Regions from separate parts of the Sus scrofa genome. Here regions 1, 3 and 4 are each linked to region 2. A link is a contact called in public Hi-C and HiChIP or PLAC-seq data. All regions are on one chromosome and are shown on one strand. The core of a region is the stretch at or near the end of the contact, and the rest is flanking DNA. Distances in the headings are between cores, read along the strand shown.

Region 1 (4,043 bases), core at 966-3,465, 95 kb after region 2:
CCAACGTCAGCTCCCCTGGTTTTCCTGGAAAGAAAAAAAAAAAAAAAAAAGGAAAAATCCAAGTTGCTCCCATTGGCAACTTTATCCCCCCATGCCTTCTCTTCACTACTTCCTCCCCTCAGAGACATCAATACCCTTCTCATTACATCTCTTTCCCCCATCCATACCTGTCACTGGCAGACCCTGTGGCTTGTTCAACGTCACCAGAGGTCCTGAAACATATATTATATAAACATCAGCAATAGCAAAAGCAGCTTACAAAGCACTTTCTCAATACATACCATCCTGTGGTCCCGCTACAACTCAGACATGACTTATCCACTACACTCTGAACTGAATTTCTTTCTGTGTCTTGCATGTACTAAGCCTGCTGCCTGCTACCCCAGGGCTTTTGCATTTGCTGTTTCCTCTGTCTGATTTTCACATGGCTGACTCCTTCATTTCATCCTGGCTCAAATGTCTCAATCCCCAATCTAATGTCGGCTCCCTTCCTGTAGTTCCTTATCATTATAATACCTTTTTTTTTCTTTTTTTTTAGGGCCGCAACTGCCGCATATGGAAGTTCACTCTAGGGGTCAAAATGGAGCTGCAGCTGCCAGCCTCAGCCACAGCAATGTGGAATCTAAGCCACAGTCTGCCCGCATCTGTGACCTACACCACAGCTGGTGGCAACGCAGGATCCTTAACCCACTGAGTGAGGCCAGGGATCAAACCAGCATCCTCATGGATACTAGTTGGGTTCTTAACCCAGGCTACAAGTGGTACTCTTTTTTTTTTTTTTTTTTTTTTTTTTGGTCTTTTCTAGGGCCGCTCCTGTGGCATATGGAGGTTCCCAGGCTAGGGGTCTAATCGGAGCTGTAGCCACCGGCCTACGCCACAGCCACAGCAAGGCCAGATCCGAGCCACGTCTGGGACCTACACCACAGCTCACGGCAACACCGGATCCTTAACCCACTGAGCAAGGCCAGGGATGGAACTCGCAACCTCACGGTTCCTAGTCAGAGTCCTTAACCACTGAGCCACGACGGGAACTTCCTGGTACTCTTATAACACCATTTTATTCATAGCACTGTTGACTAGTAAGTACCTGTTAATTTATTTCCTGGTTCATCAACTTCTCCCACTGAAATGTTGGCTCCCTAAGGGCATGAACCATATTTATCTTGTTCAGTACTATATAGCCATGTCTAGAACAGTGCCCAGAACATAGCCTATGTTCAATAAATAGTTGAGAAAATTAATAATAAATTACAGGAGACTGAGACTCAGGGAAATTATTTTCCTAAAGCCACACAACAAGCTGATTACAGAGCCGAGATATGATTTCAAAGCTTGTGTTTTGTCCATCAATAAAAACTTCATTACAGCAATTCCCATTGTGGAGTGCCTACTGTATGCAAGGTTCTCTACTTACACCCCCCACCCCCACCCCATACCCCTGTACCCATGATAGTGAGGCACTGAAGAGATTGTGTGGCTGGTCCTAACTCCAGTGGCTAGTGGGAATCAGAACCAGGATTTGACCCAGAAGCCTTTAGTAGGGAGCCCAGCCAGGTACCCGGAAGGCTAAGGTGAGAATTGCTCCCCTTCTTAATCTGTCTGCAGCCGTCCCTCCCACTCCTCACCTTTCTGGTCCACCACAGCCTCCCTCAGTACATCAACCAGCTCTTCCCGACTGAGATTCTCTGGCTGCAGCAGCCTCCGGAAAGGTTTGTCACCCAAGGAGCCCAACCGTTTGCTAGAACCTCGGGATTGCAGCTGATGCCTAGGAAAAGTAAGGTAAGCAACAGGAGAATCATAACTTCCCGAGGTGCCACCCATTCTTATTTCCAACATCTCTCTCCAAATCCTGCGGCTTCCCACAAATGCTTCCGAAAGCCTGAGTTGGGCATCCTGAAAATTCAGGTTCAACTAGCTGCATTTTACCCCGGGGAGAACTGAGGCTCAGAGAGGTCAATTGACTAACTTAGGGTCACACAGCAGGGCTAACTGCTGATCCCGCACACACCCTCATCTTGCCCCAACCTCCCTCCCGCATGAAACAGGAGGTGCGTAATCACCTGGCCTCGGTGCCAAAGCCTGCGGCCTTGGGCACTGCGCAGATCCCCAGACCCTGCCGACAGCCGCCCCAGACCTGGCCCCAGACACGGTAGCCACCCATCTCCGGTGTGAGGATAGTGCGCATGTGTCCGGAAGGGCTGCCCCGGCTCGCTCACAGCGCTCTGATTGGTCAGACTGATTGTCAATCGGAGTAGCGAGGGTCAGAGCGGCGACAAGAGGGAGCTTTGCCTTTGCTAGCAGAGGAAATGCCGAAATTCCTTTTTGTGCTTTGGGGGAAACGGTGGCACAGAGCAGAGGAGGATTTTACTCGAGGTCAGGGGTCCTGCCTTAGGACAAAGGCAGGACTAAAGGTAAAGGTTTTCTGATTACCCTTGTAATTCTTAAGAGTCGTCTTCTTTTTCCCACACCACAGCCACAGCAACACCAGATCCAAGCCGTGTCTGCAACCTACACCACAGCTCACGGCAATGTGGGATCCTTAACCCACTGAGCACAGCCAGGGATCAAACCTGCTTCCTCAGGATACTAGTCAGATTCATTTCTGCTGAGCCACTGGTGGGAACTCCCTTAGGAGTTTTCTGATTTAAAAAACAAAACCAAACAAAAAACCCAAACAAACAAAAATACCATTGTGCACGATCTTGCAAGGCAAATTGGAAAAAAAAACCCACATTCATTGGTCCAGTAACTTTGTTTTGAAGAACACAGCTAAGTGAATAATCCAAAAGGAAAAAAAGGCCAGAGGCTCAAAGAGGGTCACCACAGCATTATTTATTAAAGCGAAAACAGAACAAATAATCAAAGTGGAAACATAAATTGTCTTATGATTAGAACTGCCAGGGAAATAAATCTTATCATCACCAATTTCAACATTTTTTTTTTTTTTTTTGGTCTTTTTAGGGCTGCATCTGCGGCATATGGAGGATCCCAGACTAGGGGTCCAATAGGCACTGTAGCTGCTGGCCTACACCACAGCTCAGGGCAATGTCTCCTTAACCTACTGAGGGAGGCCAGGGATTGAACCTGCATCCTCATGGCAACTCCCGAATTTCAGCATTTTTTTAATGTTAACTTTGTGCTAGGCCTTGACATCTGTGAACCAGAAAGAGATTTTTAAGACTCAGCCCCACCCACAAGAAGTTCACCTTTAAAATAACAGCATCACAACCCACCTTGCGGAAACCCTGTGGAGATGCTGAGAGAGAGAGAGAGAAGAGTGAGGAGCCCATTGGAATTGAAGAAAGTACGGGAGTTGTGAGTGACGAGCTGTAAAGAAGTAATAGAAGATTCACCAGGAGGGAAAGGTATGGGGAGGAGGAGAGGGAGGGGGCAACCAGAGAAATAAGACATTAAATGCAATAAACCAAAGAGGAATTCCCGAGGTGGCACAACAGGATCCACACCCAGCACAGGGGGTTAAGGATCCTACATTGCCGAGGGTTCGGCTCAAATCTGATCCCTGGCCTCCCGGGAACTCCTTTTGCCACAGAGCAGCCAAAAATGGGGCGTGGGTGGGGGAGGCAAAGAATTGGGTTCCATCCGGTAGTTATAGCAATAGAAAAGTTATTTTCTATTACTTGTTTGCTAAGAGCACTGTAACTTTCAGTTCTTCTTTAGCAATAGTGAAAGACTACAAATCAAAATCCCTCAAGAGAGGAATGGCTAAGTCAGTTGTAGCACATACACATGCAGCCATTAACCGAAGACTGTATAGATCTACATGTGCAAATGTGAATCAATCTCCAGACTATACAAAATCAAAAAAACAAAGTGAAGGACAGTGTGACTAGAATATGTGTATTATGTGCCTGTTATTTATATATATTTATTATATTTACATACTTCTGCATTTCTGAAAGGGTGTACACAAATGAGATGGTGGTTGCTTCTGGAAAGGAATCAGAAGTGAGAACATGTATAATTATTTTTACCCTTTGGAACTTTTTTTTTTTTTAACCTCATTGATATATTATTTTCTTCAC
Region 2 (3,837 bases), core at 606-3,105:
CCTCTCTCCTCCCCTTTGCTCACTGTCCTGGAGTGGCATCGGCCTCTGCACTGACTCATTCCTGGTCTTGGGGCCAGTCTCAGGGGAAGCTGGGTGGGGGAGGTCCCTCCCGCCCTGAGTGCAGCTGGACTGTACAGAACACTCCAAGGGCCCATGGTGGCTCTGCGCAATGAGAGGAGAGGTCCTACAGGCCAGAAAGCTCCAGAGACCTCACGGCATTGCAGTGCAAGGTGGTGGGCCAAGGTTAGGACACTGTGTAAACAGGCCATCCCACCACCTGCCTGCTTGTGCCAGGAGAATCCTAACTGCCTAGTGGCCTGAGGCCCCTGAGGTGGTGAGGTGAGCGGGCATCTGCCCAGCCTAGCAGTGGGATTGATGTCTGTCCAGCCCGGAAGAGGGGCACTAGGTGACCCCCTCCCCTGCTGTTGTAAATACTGTAATTAGCGGAGAATTTAAATTATTCTCATTTGTAACTGCGTTTCCGGGTCGCGCCAGAGTCATTTGGTACTAAAAATCCTGGGGCCTGTCCCCACTTCCCTTCTTCCCATAGATTTCCCTCTCCTTTCAAACTGGTTTGTATTTATTTCAAAGGAAGAAAATATATTGATTCTTAGAAAATAAATGGTCTGTTTGGAATTCTTGGTTCTTGCCTTCTGCCAGGGCAAAGGGATAAAAGGTTCTCTCCCCCAGGGATGGTAAATAATTGGCCCCAAGCGGTTGCTTGTTGCTGTGTCTGCTGCATTTGTTAAGACAATAGCAAAAATAATGTGACAGCTCCCGTTCTCCATGAACTTAACTAAGTGGTAGACCCTGTGCTGAAGCACTTTTAGATAGTTTTGTATAATCCTTGAAGTAACTTTGGGCAAAGTTAATAGGGCACTTATCTCCACAAAGACATACATTGAGGTTTAGAAACATTAAGTAACTTGCCTAAGTCCCTACATCTGGGAAGTCACAGAGGTAGGATTTGCCTCTCTGCAATGCTTGCCCTTTAAACAGCATGCCAAACTGCTGGAAAAGTCTAGTGCCTGTTTCTAGTGGACTCCAGGTGCTTCAAGTTCTTTGCCAGTTGGATGGTCCAAGTACTTCTTTACAGTGGCTATAGCTGTGACCTTCCCTGTTTAGCTGCGGACTGAGCAGGAATGCAAAAGGTTACTCTTCATTCATTCCCAACCCTGACACCTCTTCTGATTTCAACATTTATTGAAGGAAAGCCCTCCAAGTCTGGGCACCTATGAGCTGGCCTGCCTACAGGTGAGAGGGCTACAGGCAAGCAGCTGTCCCTGCCTTGCAGCTACTGAGCAGGGCAATGGAGATGCTGCCAGGCTCTGTGGGTGGGTGGACACTGACAGATCAGCTGCCAGGCTCATTATTCAGATGCAGGAACCAAATATCACTACGCAGGGGAAAAACCACCCAAAGACAGTTCTTTGTCTCCTTGATTTTTAACTTTTTCCAGAATGGAAGAAGTTGCATGACACATCCTTCCTGGGCCAGTCCAAGGCGCTGGCATCTGGGCTACCTCGGGACCACACACTTGGTGGTCCTGTGGCCTCTATGGGCCGCCTGGCCCAGTCCCCGAGGAGGCCCCAGGCTGGCTGCATCTGCAGGAAGAAGCTGCTGCGTCCTGAGACAGAGTTGTTAGATCTCTCACGAAGAAGCCCGTGAGGAGGTCTGAGGCTGCAGCGTCAATGCTCAGCGACAAGGTCTCCGAGGGAAGCCGCTCAGCCGGCGGGCGCAAGGGCAGATCCTCCGGACCAGGCGCTGTGGAGACACTCAGAGGCTCAACGGAGCCGGAGCTGCATTCTGGCGCGATTCTCGGTGAAGGGGGGTTCATGGGAGGCGGACTGAGGAGGGAGAGGCTCGGTGAGAAAAGCTATCTTTGGACGGCAGGGGATAGGACCTGATTCTGAGGGCAGGCAGACCCTGAGGAGTCCCAGGGCTCTGAGGAGAATGGACAGTGAGGACTAGGGCCTGAGGGCGCTCTCTGCGACCGGGCTGCGGGACGTCGGGACGGAACCAGCGGGCGTGCGGAGCGAGCACAAGCGCAGAGAAAAAGCCCAGGGCGGGCAGCTAGCCCAGCGCGCGCCAACCGCTGAGGCGCTGCAAAGTCCACCCACCCGACGCCACGCCCGATTTTCATTGGCCTCTCTTAGCTCTCCGCCGACTGGCTACCTCTGGATCCAATTAGCCGGGCTTGAGCCCTACTTCCGGCGCTAGCGAGGTCCGCCCCTTAAGAAACCGGAAGAGCGCTTCTGCGCGCGCTTCCCAAAGTCTCAGCCGCTTGAGGACCTGTGGTGCGCGCCCAGAGGCTGTGGAGGGCAAGGGGAGGACATGTAAGGAGGATGCGCCGGAGGGTAGAGGCAGGAGATAGGACAGAATGGGAGGGGCGGAGCTTTGGTGGCCAGCAAGGGGCCGGGCCTGAGGGGAGTGAAGGAATTTAAATGAAACTAGCGGGGCTTTAAATCAATTTAGAGGTCAGGATTTGGTGGGGAGGCCTTGAGGGGCGTGGTCTTTTGGTGGTAAGTAGAGCTGCTATGGAGTGGGCAGGACCATCACGGGGCAGAGCCTGAAGTGGAAAGATTAGCCCTCTCTCCGTTCTGCCCCGTAGCATGGGGCATCGCACCCTAGCCTCTGTCCCAGCTCTATGGGCCTCCATCCCCTGCCCACGCTCTGAGCTGCGCCTGGACCTGGTTCTGGCTTCTGGGCAATCCTTCCGGTAAGTCACCCTGGCTCTTGGCTTCTAAGCACTGCAGACCTGGGACGTAAAGAATCACTGGGGGTTTGGAGTTCCCGTCGAGGTGCAGCGGAAACGAAACCAACTAGGAATCATGAGGTTGCAGGTTCGATTCCCTGGCCTCGCTCAGTGGGTTAAGGATCCGGCGTTGCCGTGAGCTGTGGTGTAGGTCTCAGACGCGGCTTGGATCTGGCGTTGCTGTGGCGTCGCTGTGGCCGTAGGCTGGCTGCTCCAATTGGACCCCTGGCCTGGGAACCTCCATATGTCGCCGCGACCTTAATAAGACAAAAGGAAAAAAAAAAAGGGGGGGAATCATTGGGGGAGATGGAAGAAACTTCAGAGTACAAAGGAGAGACTGAGGCACGGGTGGTGACCCTGTTACCTCCTTTATGAAGTGGAGATAATAAGCCTGCGGGTGCAGTGTAGCTGCAAGGATCAAATGATATAATTGCATTTTGTAAATCAGTTTTGTATATGGAGCAGCTGTAGAATGGGAGGGCCCCAAAGTGTGCAGGACGGGAAACTGAATGCTAGGCCTCCCGTGTGCCTGGGGGCTCAGGTGGAGGGAGCAGAGCCCTGCACACTGGAGTGGCGTACTGGCGGACCGTGTATGGACACTGACCCAGACTGAGGAGCAGCTCTACTGCACTGTGTATCGAGGGGACACGGGCCGGGTTGGCAGGCCCACACTAGAAGAGCTAAAAGTGGTACGACAGTACTTCCAGCTGGATATCAGCCTTGCTCAACTGTATCGCCATTGGAGTACTGTGGACCCCCACTTTCAAGAGGTGGCTCAGAAATTCCAAGGTGAGTGCAGAGCCAGAGGTATGGGTTGGAGTACTTGTGATTCAGTTAGACTACTCAATTTCACCATCTGTTAAGTGGAGATGATATCTATCTCAGGATTTTATGAGGGTTAAGGAAGCTAATACATATAAGGTGGTAAAGTGCTTGGAATAGTGCCTGACACATAGTAATTATTATTCCTGTTATTATTGTCCTGCTGACCACAATAGTAGAGTAACAAGGATACTGAACCAGATCTTGGCTGTGTGATCTAGGGTTAGTGACATCATTCGTTCTGTAAATGTTTACAGAGC
Region 3 (3,771 bases), core at 1,010-3,509, 120 kb after region 2:
CAAAAAATTAAAAAATAAATAAATCCCTCCTAGAAGAGCTCCCAGGCAACATCATTCCTTCAGTCAGCAGATACTGATTAGGCACTTACTGTGTGCCAACCTTCCTAGGGGCTGAGAATATAGTGGGAAACAAGACAGCCTTGTCCCACGGTCCAAGGAGCTGACATTCCTGGAGGAGGGGGGAAACTGAGACTATGAACAGATATGCAAATAACCAGGGTAATTTCAGATGATGATGTTCTGGGGAGGAAACAACACAAGATGATATGATAGCAAATGGCTGGAGAGCTAGATTGGCCTGTAGGAAAGGCCTGAGAGAAGAGCTTTCAGCTAAACTTGACTGGTAAGAATTCAGTCTTTTGAAGACCTGGAGTGTCTTAGTCTGTTTGGGCTGCTATACAGAATATCATAAACTGGTGGCTTATAAACAGCAGAAATTTACTTCTTATAGTTCTTGAGCATGATAAGTCCAAAATCAAGGTGTGGATATATTTGGTGCCTGGTGAAGACCCTCTGCCTGGTTCACAGGCAGCAGTCCTCTCTTGGTGTCCTCACATCATAGAATGGGCAAAGGAATCTTTTTTATAAGGACACTAATTCCACTTTCCCAAATCCTACCTTCAAATACCATCACACTGGGGATTAGCTTTCAACACACAAATGGTGGGGAAAGGTGGGGAGGCGGGGACACAGAAACATTGATACTACAGCTTTACGCTAGGCCTGGAGCCAGTCTTTTGAAAGTCCTGGGTGGGTGGGGTGTTCAAAGGCAAGGAAACATCACTGCAATAATTTGAAGAGGGAAGGAGAAGGGTGAAGTGACAAGAACACAAATCAATAAACTCTAAGGCAAACCAAAAGCAGGGAGAAAAGCTTCAGGGAGGAAGTTCTGGGGAAAGGGTTGGGACCCCTCCCGTGGACATTCATGCTCAAACATTTATTGAGCATCCACTGTGCTTAAGAGTCTCATGATAAGCCAGTGATGACTCAGAAGCAGTCTGGCCCTGACGAACATCATGGAAATCACACACAGAAAAGACAGAGATAAGTACAAGCTAAAGCCAGAGAGTGTCTGTGGTAGGATTGGGGAGTGTCGAGGATGGTTCTGTCAACCTGAGGATTCTTCACAGTGCTTAGGAGAAGAGGATGGTTTGGGCTCACTTGGAATGTATATATCCAGCAATCATGTTGAGCTTTTACCCTGTGCCAGACACATGGGCTAGTAACTTGGTTCTTACACCTCTCTTTGAGGAGCTCAGATGTCTGAGCATGATCATCAAATGCCAAATGCATAAAATCATTTGAGATACCTTGGAGTAGAGAAGGACTCTAGTTATGAATAAAAATTGAGAAGCCAAAAAGAAAAGACTGTATATTCAACCACATTTAAAAAACTTTTCTGGGAGTTCCCACTGTGGCACAGTGGGTTAAATATCCAATGCTGTCTCTGAGGTGGCTCAGGTTGGATCCCTGCCCAGTGCAGTGGGTTAAGGATCTGGTGTTGCCGCAGCTGTGTGTAGGGGTATTCAATCCCTAGCCTGAGTGCAGCCATTTAAAACAAAAACAAACAAGACCAGCAATGCAGTACACAAACAACAAAGAATATGGGAGTTCCCATCATGCACAGCGGAAACAAATCCAACTAGGAACATGAGGTTGCAGGTTCCATCCCTGGCCTCACTCAGTGGGTTAAGGATCTGGCGTTGCCATAAACTGTGGTGTACGCCAGTGGCTACAGCTCTGATTTGACTCCTAGCCTGGGAACCTCCATAAGCCACAGGTTCGCTCTAAAAGACAAAAGACAAAACAAAGAATAGGAACATAGTTCAGGGAAAGGAAATCTAAATGACTCAAAACACATGGAAAAATGGTTTAGTTTTTCGGGTAACAATTTTGAAATGTTCTTATTTGTGTTTTATTGTGGTAAAATGCACATAACATAAAAGTAACAATTTTTGTCTTTTTAGGGCTGCACCCACAGCATATGGAGGGTCCCATGCTAGAGGTCGAATCCAAGCTGTAGCTGCTGGCCTACTCCACAGCCACAGCCACATCCATGCTGGATCCAAGCTGTGTATACAACCTACTCTTCAACTCACAGCAACACCAGATCCTTAACCCACTGAACAAGGCCAGGGGTCAAACCTACTTCCTCATGGATGCTAGTCAGATTTGTTTCTGCTGAGCCACAATGGGAACTTCTAAAAGTAATCATTTTTAAGTGTACAGTTTACTGGCATTAAGTATATTCACACTGTTGTGCAACCCTTACCACACTGATCTCCAGAACTTTTTCATCTCCTTTTCATCTCTGTACCCACTGAACAAGTCTCCATTCCTTCTTTCCTCTAGCCCTGCAGCCACTGCCCTGCTTTCTACTTCTACCTAATTTCTTTTTCTCATGGCCTTGACATTTTAAAGAAAGCACAGTCCAGTTATTTTGCAGAATGTCTTTCAATTTGAGTTTATCTGTCATCTCTTCATGATAGATTCAGGCTGAGTATTTTGGGCATGCACATCACAAAAGTGATGCTGTGTCCTCAGCTTTATCAGGAGGCAGAAAGATTCAGTTTGTCTCACTTCCGGTCAAGTTAATTTGCTTACTTAGTTAAGGGGATGCATGCCAGGTTTCTCCTGTGCCTTCTCCCGATATCTCCTGTGAAGTTACCGTTTCCTCTTTGCAATGATTAAGTAATCTGTGGGGAGATACTTTAAGACAGGATGGAAGATGTATGCTCTTGAGAAAGTCACATATCTTTTCCAGGAATAAGTTTCCCCAATCTGTGAAGTGGGGACTGAGACATCTTAAACTTGAGTGAGAGTTTAAGAAGTGAAAGTGCTGGAGAGGCTGGAGAATCAGCAAGACCTTGGCAAAAATATACATGTGCTGTGAATTAATATTCTGCACGGGGCAAAGTGCGGGGAGAGACTGCTGGGGCGGGGCCGAGAGCGCGCGCGTGCGTACGTGTTCTCCTGCGCGTGCGCTTGCACAGGGGAATGACCACAGAGTCGGTCCTCCAGGGACAGACAGGCCGGAAGTTGTCCTCGCGAAACCCCAGGCTCTTGGGTTGGCTGAGCTGAGGTGGCGCGAACGGCGTCCGTGGGCCGCTTGGCGTGGTAGTCGTGACAGCGGGTCGGTGTGACGGGCTCCTGGGTTCTGGGTGGGGACAATGGCGTCTCGGGCAGGCCCGCGAGCGGCTGGCACCGACGGCAGCGACTTTCAGCACCGGGAGCGCGTCGCCATGCACTACCAGATGAGGTATGAAGTGAGGCTAGATCTGCGGGCCAGGCCTCAGGATCTTGCTTCCCAGGCAGCCCCCGCGCACCTGCCAAGTCCCTCCTTCTAGGACAACCCGGAACCGGTCCCCAATCTCGAGAAGCCCCCTTGCTCCTCTGAGCTCCACCTTTGATCCCCCTGTGCCTCGAGGGGTCCGGCCCGCTCCACTGCGATGCTGGCCTGGCTCTCCGCCCTCGGGAACAGAATTTCTAATTGAGCCTCAGTTTTCTCATCTGGCAAGGGAAATTTAATCTGCCATTTTGATATTGGTGAATTAATGAGGCAACAATTAGCGTAAAGGACGTAGCATAACAGCCCGTAAGTCTGCCCAATACGTAGTAGCTGCTATATTTTGGGCTTTTTGGGGAATGTGGCCCTAAAATGAGTTTAATGGACCACCACCATCCACCAGCACGTAAGGTATATTTCTACATTCGTTTATTCCTTCAACAGATATTTATTGAGTTTCTACCCATCATGCATTGTGCTAGGCA
Region 4 (4,044 bases), core at 1,079-3,578, 90 kb before region 2:
CAGATGAGGCCCTAAAAAAAAAAAGTGATGATTAACTTTAGGTTACATTTCCATGGATATATTATAACAAACATAAGTGTTTCAGAAACTATATAAAAGTTCTAAAAATCTGATATGTTTTATTGTAATGTCATCAGTCATGATTCCAGTTAACATCTTTAAAATGTTGGGTGTCACAGAAATAACCAAATTTCCTTGTCAATTTGATCATAATGAATTCTCATCAGATCTCCAACCGTGAGCATTTTAAAATCTTTTGTCATTTACTGACAATTATTGTCTTATTTGATTCTTTTGCAAAAATGAGATTCCCAGAAAGGAGCCCCTTGACCACTAACACCACTGCCAAATTACAAGGTGTCAAAACTTGGGTACACATTTTGAAAAAGGCTCCACCTGTCTGGTTCTATGTAAACACAAGGACCTCAAAATCAAATTGACTAGAAAGAGAAGTAGCGGACACTGAGGTGCAACCGCTTCCTCCCAAGAAATCAGGTTAAGAACATTTCCTTCCATTCCTCCTTCCTTCTCTGACCATCCTTGTCCCAATTCTTACATTGTGAAGGTCTTTATGATTCTTTTCTCCATCTTTTGCCTTGCTCTGGCCTGGGAAGATAACTGTTCACATATCTCTGCCCATTTCAAAGGAGGATAAATTAACTGTTGGCTTTGCTTTAATGCTGGTGATCCTATAGTTCTTTCTACCAATCAAAAACTTCTCCCTGATTTCCACTGCCTCAATTTCTCTGGAACAAGTTCCGTAGATAAATACTTTTAGTAAATAGTTACACAAAATACATGAACACACTGACTGGCTTAAGGGAATGTCTCTAGTTTTCTTGCTGATTTGAAACATAGGGACATTGGCTCAGGAGTACTCTCCAAATCACGGACGTTGTTTTGTTGCTAGTAATTATTATTGTCAGCCTAATAAGCTGGGTTCTCTCAAAAATTTTAAATGTGTATGGGCAGCCATTGACCAGCCAACAGATGGTCTCTCTCTGAAGTGCAATGACAAAAGTGAAAGAAAGAATGGAACCAGCTCCAAGAATACAAGCCTGACATCACTTTTTGTGAATACTACACTGAGATCAGAAGAGGCAGTGGTGACTGAGGGTCATGTTAATACTGAATACTGATTTCTTTTCTTTTTTTAAAGGTTTTATTGAATTATAGTTGATTTACAATGTTGTGAACATTTCTGCTGTACAGTAAAATGAATACCGATTTTTTTCCCCAAACTTCTTGGATGATCAATAGGATGATAAAAGGGGGAACTGCTGAAATATATTTCTAGACCAAAGATGGTGCCACTCCTGCCCAGGCTGCCATGGCAACATACCAAAACTTAGATAACTTTTGTAAATCTTCTGCTTGACCAGTAACATACTATATCTAGTCAGCCAATCCCCAAACGCCAAGCCAACTGTAGGCTCTATACTTACTTCCTTGCTCTTTAATCATTTTTTATTTTTCACTTCCTTATTCTTTATCCTACAAAAGTTTCCTGCCTCCAGCTCCATTTTGCAGTTCTTTGGCCCCTTGAGGACAAACACTGGAGGCTTCATGAAGTATTAGTTTCTTTAACACCTAAATTGTCTTTCTTAATTATTTTTCTAACAATACTAATCTATTAGAGATAAATCACTGACGTATTCTCAGGTTAAACAATGAGATGCGCTTTGAAATAATTCTACTAGATGAGGAAAGGATGATTAAACAACAGGGTGGTATATGCTGATTATTGTTGAAACCAGCTAATGGATACATGGGGGTTCATTATACTATTCTCTCCTTTTCCGTGAGTGTTGGAAATATTGCACTAGATAAAAAGAACAGTAATATGGGCCTTTTTCATCATATAATTTCAAGCCAGTCATTCCCACCAACCCCCGCGTTTCTTCTTCAATAAAATGGATTGGCCATTGCAGCACTGTATTCGTAGGGACATTTTGAGGAGCAGTGAAAGCAAAGTGCCTTAGAAAATGCTGTTTTCTTACTTACTAGGGTTGCCAACACTAATTAGTTGCCTCCAACAGTTCCCTCCTCCTCTCCTTGTAATGGTTCATTCCACTGTTCCGCTAGTCTTTCCCGTGGTGGTTCCTTCCTCTCAGTTACCACGCTATTTCCCCCCCCCCAGCCCCAATGGTTTAGTCCGGCTTCCCCGGGGGAAACCCCGTGGGGAGGAGCACGAGGTTTCTGCGAGTGGCCGCGGTCCGCTCCCTGGAGACCACTTGGAAAGCTCCGCGTCAGGGGGTGGGCCGATAATCTTGAGGCGGGGCGCTAATCTCGGGCTCCGATTGGCCAGAACTGGAGTAAACATCCGGCAGGGTGGGGCGGGGCCGGAAGTGGAAAGGCAAGGCGGCGGCTGAGGCGGCTCGGGAGGTTCCGGACCGGAGTAGGTTCCTCCCGCTGCTATGGGCTGTCCTGATCGGTGGTGAGGGGGCCTCTGGCGCTAAAGGGGACACGGGACTGGGCCATGGCCGGCGCTCGGGCCGCCGCCGCTGCCTCGGCGGGGTCTTCGGCTTCTTCGGGCAACCCGCAGCCGCAGGAGCCGGGGCTCGGGGAGCTGCTGGAGGAGTTCTCCCGGACTCAGTATCGGGCCAAGGATTTTAGCGGGACGGGAGGCTCTAAGGTGAGTCGGAGGCACGGTGAGCAGCAGAGGGTCCCTGGCTTGGGAAGCTACTGAGGAGAGACAGGTCAGAGAAAGGAGGGAGAGAGGGAGATTGCCAGGATCTGGACCTGTAGAGCAAGGGTCGGGTTTAAAAACCGAAAAGGAGGAGCTGGGATCAGAATGAGCCAAGGAAGGACGACGTTTTGGTTTGAGACAAGGGATTTGGAGGCTAGGGATCCGAACTGAGGGGCCATTCAGAGATTAGAGAGGAGGAGCTGAGGAGGGTTGTTCCCCTGCATAAGATACTAGCACAGAAGCCTCCAAGTCTAGAATTAAAAATCTAGAGGATTTCTGCAGCTCCGTGGAGGGGTGGGGCAGAATGAAGTCAAGAGTTAAACTGGAGTGTGTTGATTCTTTATACAGTCTCAGAGTGACTTTAGAATTAGGACCATCCCTTTCCTTTCCCTTTGTGCATGAAGGGAGCCCACACTCCTCTGTTCCTTTATGAAAAACAAGTCTTGGTTCCTCTTTTTTTTCTGCCTTTGAGATTCTTTTCAGTCTCCTTATGGCCAGACCTGGAAGGCTTCCAGTCTGATCAGGCCATTCCCATCCTAGGGAATCTTGCTGACCCTGCCATCTTTCATTCCCCACGTGGTTTTGGAGGGGTTAGCATCAGGTTTTCTAATGGGATTCTTTTTCATCCTGGGTCTTGAAACTCTGGTTTGGCTCCAGGGGTTACCTATAATGGGACACACAGCAGTTGGCATCTGCTAGTCTCTAGAGTAACCCAGGGAAGGCTTCAGTAACAATGAGTTTCCTCCACTGTCCAGATGACTATTTCTCAGCTCTTAGCCTGAGGACTACCCACTTCAGCATCATCTGGGGTGCTTGTTGGTTTTTGTTTGTTTTTTGTCGTTTCTAGGGCTGCACCCGTGGCATATGGAGGTTCCCAGGCTAGGAGTCTAATTGGAGACGGCCTACGCAGCAGCCATAGCAACGCCAGATCCGAGCTGCATATACAACCTACACCACAGCTCATGGCAACATCGGATCCTAGATCCGCTGAGTGAGACCAGGGATCGAACCCGCAACCTCATGGCTCCTAGTTGGATTCGTTAACCACTGAGCCACGACAGGAACTCCTGGGGTGCTTGATAAAAAAGTTTCTTTGGTCCTATCCAGTCCTACTGAGTTAGAATTTCTGAGAGTGGTAACTTGGAATTTGTATTTTTTTAAATAGGCTTGTTAATGATATGAACCTTGAAATTTGAGGATTGCTAGTTTAAGCCACTGAGTTTTTCCTTCCCCATTGGTCTTTTGGATGGGTAGAGGGTCAGTGGTTTTGCTGGGCCCCCCTTCCGTTGTAAACACCCCTGAAGATTAGGGTTGTAAAGAGTTACACCTGACTCTCACTCTAGCTGGCCTTAAAT

Evidence for each region. A called contact is a pair of places that touch in the nucleus more often than the background predicts. HiChIP or PLAC-seq counts read pairs in DNA pulled down with a chosen protein or histone mark.
Region 1: an H3K27ac HiChIP or PLAC-seq map of alveolar macrophages shows a contact between it and region 2. The contact joins the promoter of RPUSD3 here to the promoter of OGG1 in region 2. A contact is called at or near these places in 1 of 5 promoter capture datasets (liver), 4 of 47 Hi-C or Micro-C datasets (fetal liver, heart right ventricle, liver and 1 more) and 2 of 2 datasets of contacts at active chromatin or transcription factors (alveolar macrophages and skeletal muscle).
Region 3: a contact with region 2 is called in an H3K27ac HiChIP or PLAC-seq map of alveolar macrophages. The contact joins the promoter of JAGN1 here to the promoter of OGG1 in region 2. A contact is called at or near these places in 1 of 5 promoter capture datasets (liver), 2 of 47 Hi-C or Micro-C datasets (heart right ventricle and liver) and 2 of 2 datasets of contacts at active chromatin or transcription factors (alveolar macrophages and skeletal muscle).
Region 4: a contact with region 2 is called in a Hi-C map of liver, with 2.7 times the contacts expected there. The contact joins the promoter of MTMR14 here to the promoter of OGG1 in region 2. A contact is called at or near these places in 7 of 47 Hi-C or Micro-C datasets (epiblast stem cells, fetal heart ventricle, heart right ventricle and 2 more) and 1 of 2 datasets of contacts at active chromatin or transcription factors (alveolar macrophages).

Annotation. Positions count from the first base shown.
Region 1 is chr13:66,131,559-66,135,601 of Sscrofa11.1, forward strand. It overlaps RPUSD3 (RNA pseudouridylate synthase domain-containing protein 3), which reads right to left and starts at 2,216. Exons shown (of 9, transcript XM_013981960.2): 1 at 2,061-2,216; 2 at 1,626-1,765; 3 at 168-212; 4 at 1-24. The coding sequence starts at 2,185. LOC106505669 (a long non-coding RNA gene) reads left to right here and starts at 2,252. Exons shown (of 3, transcript XR_002337652.1): 1 at 2,252-2,411; 2 at 3,144-3,365.
Region 2 is chr13:66,036,814-66,040,650 of Sscrofa11.1, forward strand. It overlaps OGG1 (N-glycosylase/DNA lyase), which reads left to right and starts at 1,856. Exons shown (of 10, transcript XM_001928192.7): 1 at 1,856-2,336; 2 at 2,612-2,719; 3 at 3,297-3,544. The coding sequence starts at 2,613. It overlaps BRPF1 (peregrin), which reads left to right. Exons shown (of 12, transcript XM_021069303.1): 12 at 1-633.
Region 3 is chr13:66,152,596-66,156,366 of Sscrofa11.1, forward strand. JAGN1 (protein jagunal homolog 1) reads left to right here and starts at 2,260. Exons shown (of 8, transcript XM_021069312.1): 1 at 2,260-3,259. The coding sequence starts at 3,171.
Region 4 is chr13:65,946,192-65,950,235 of Sscrofa11.1, forward strand. It overlaps MTMR14 (myotubularin-related protein 14), which reads left to right and starts at 2,329. Exons shown (of 18, transcript XM_013981948.2): 1 at 2,329-2,635. The coding sequence starts at 2,480.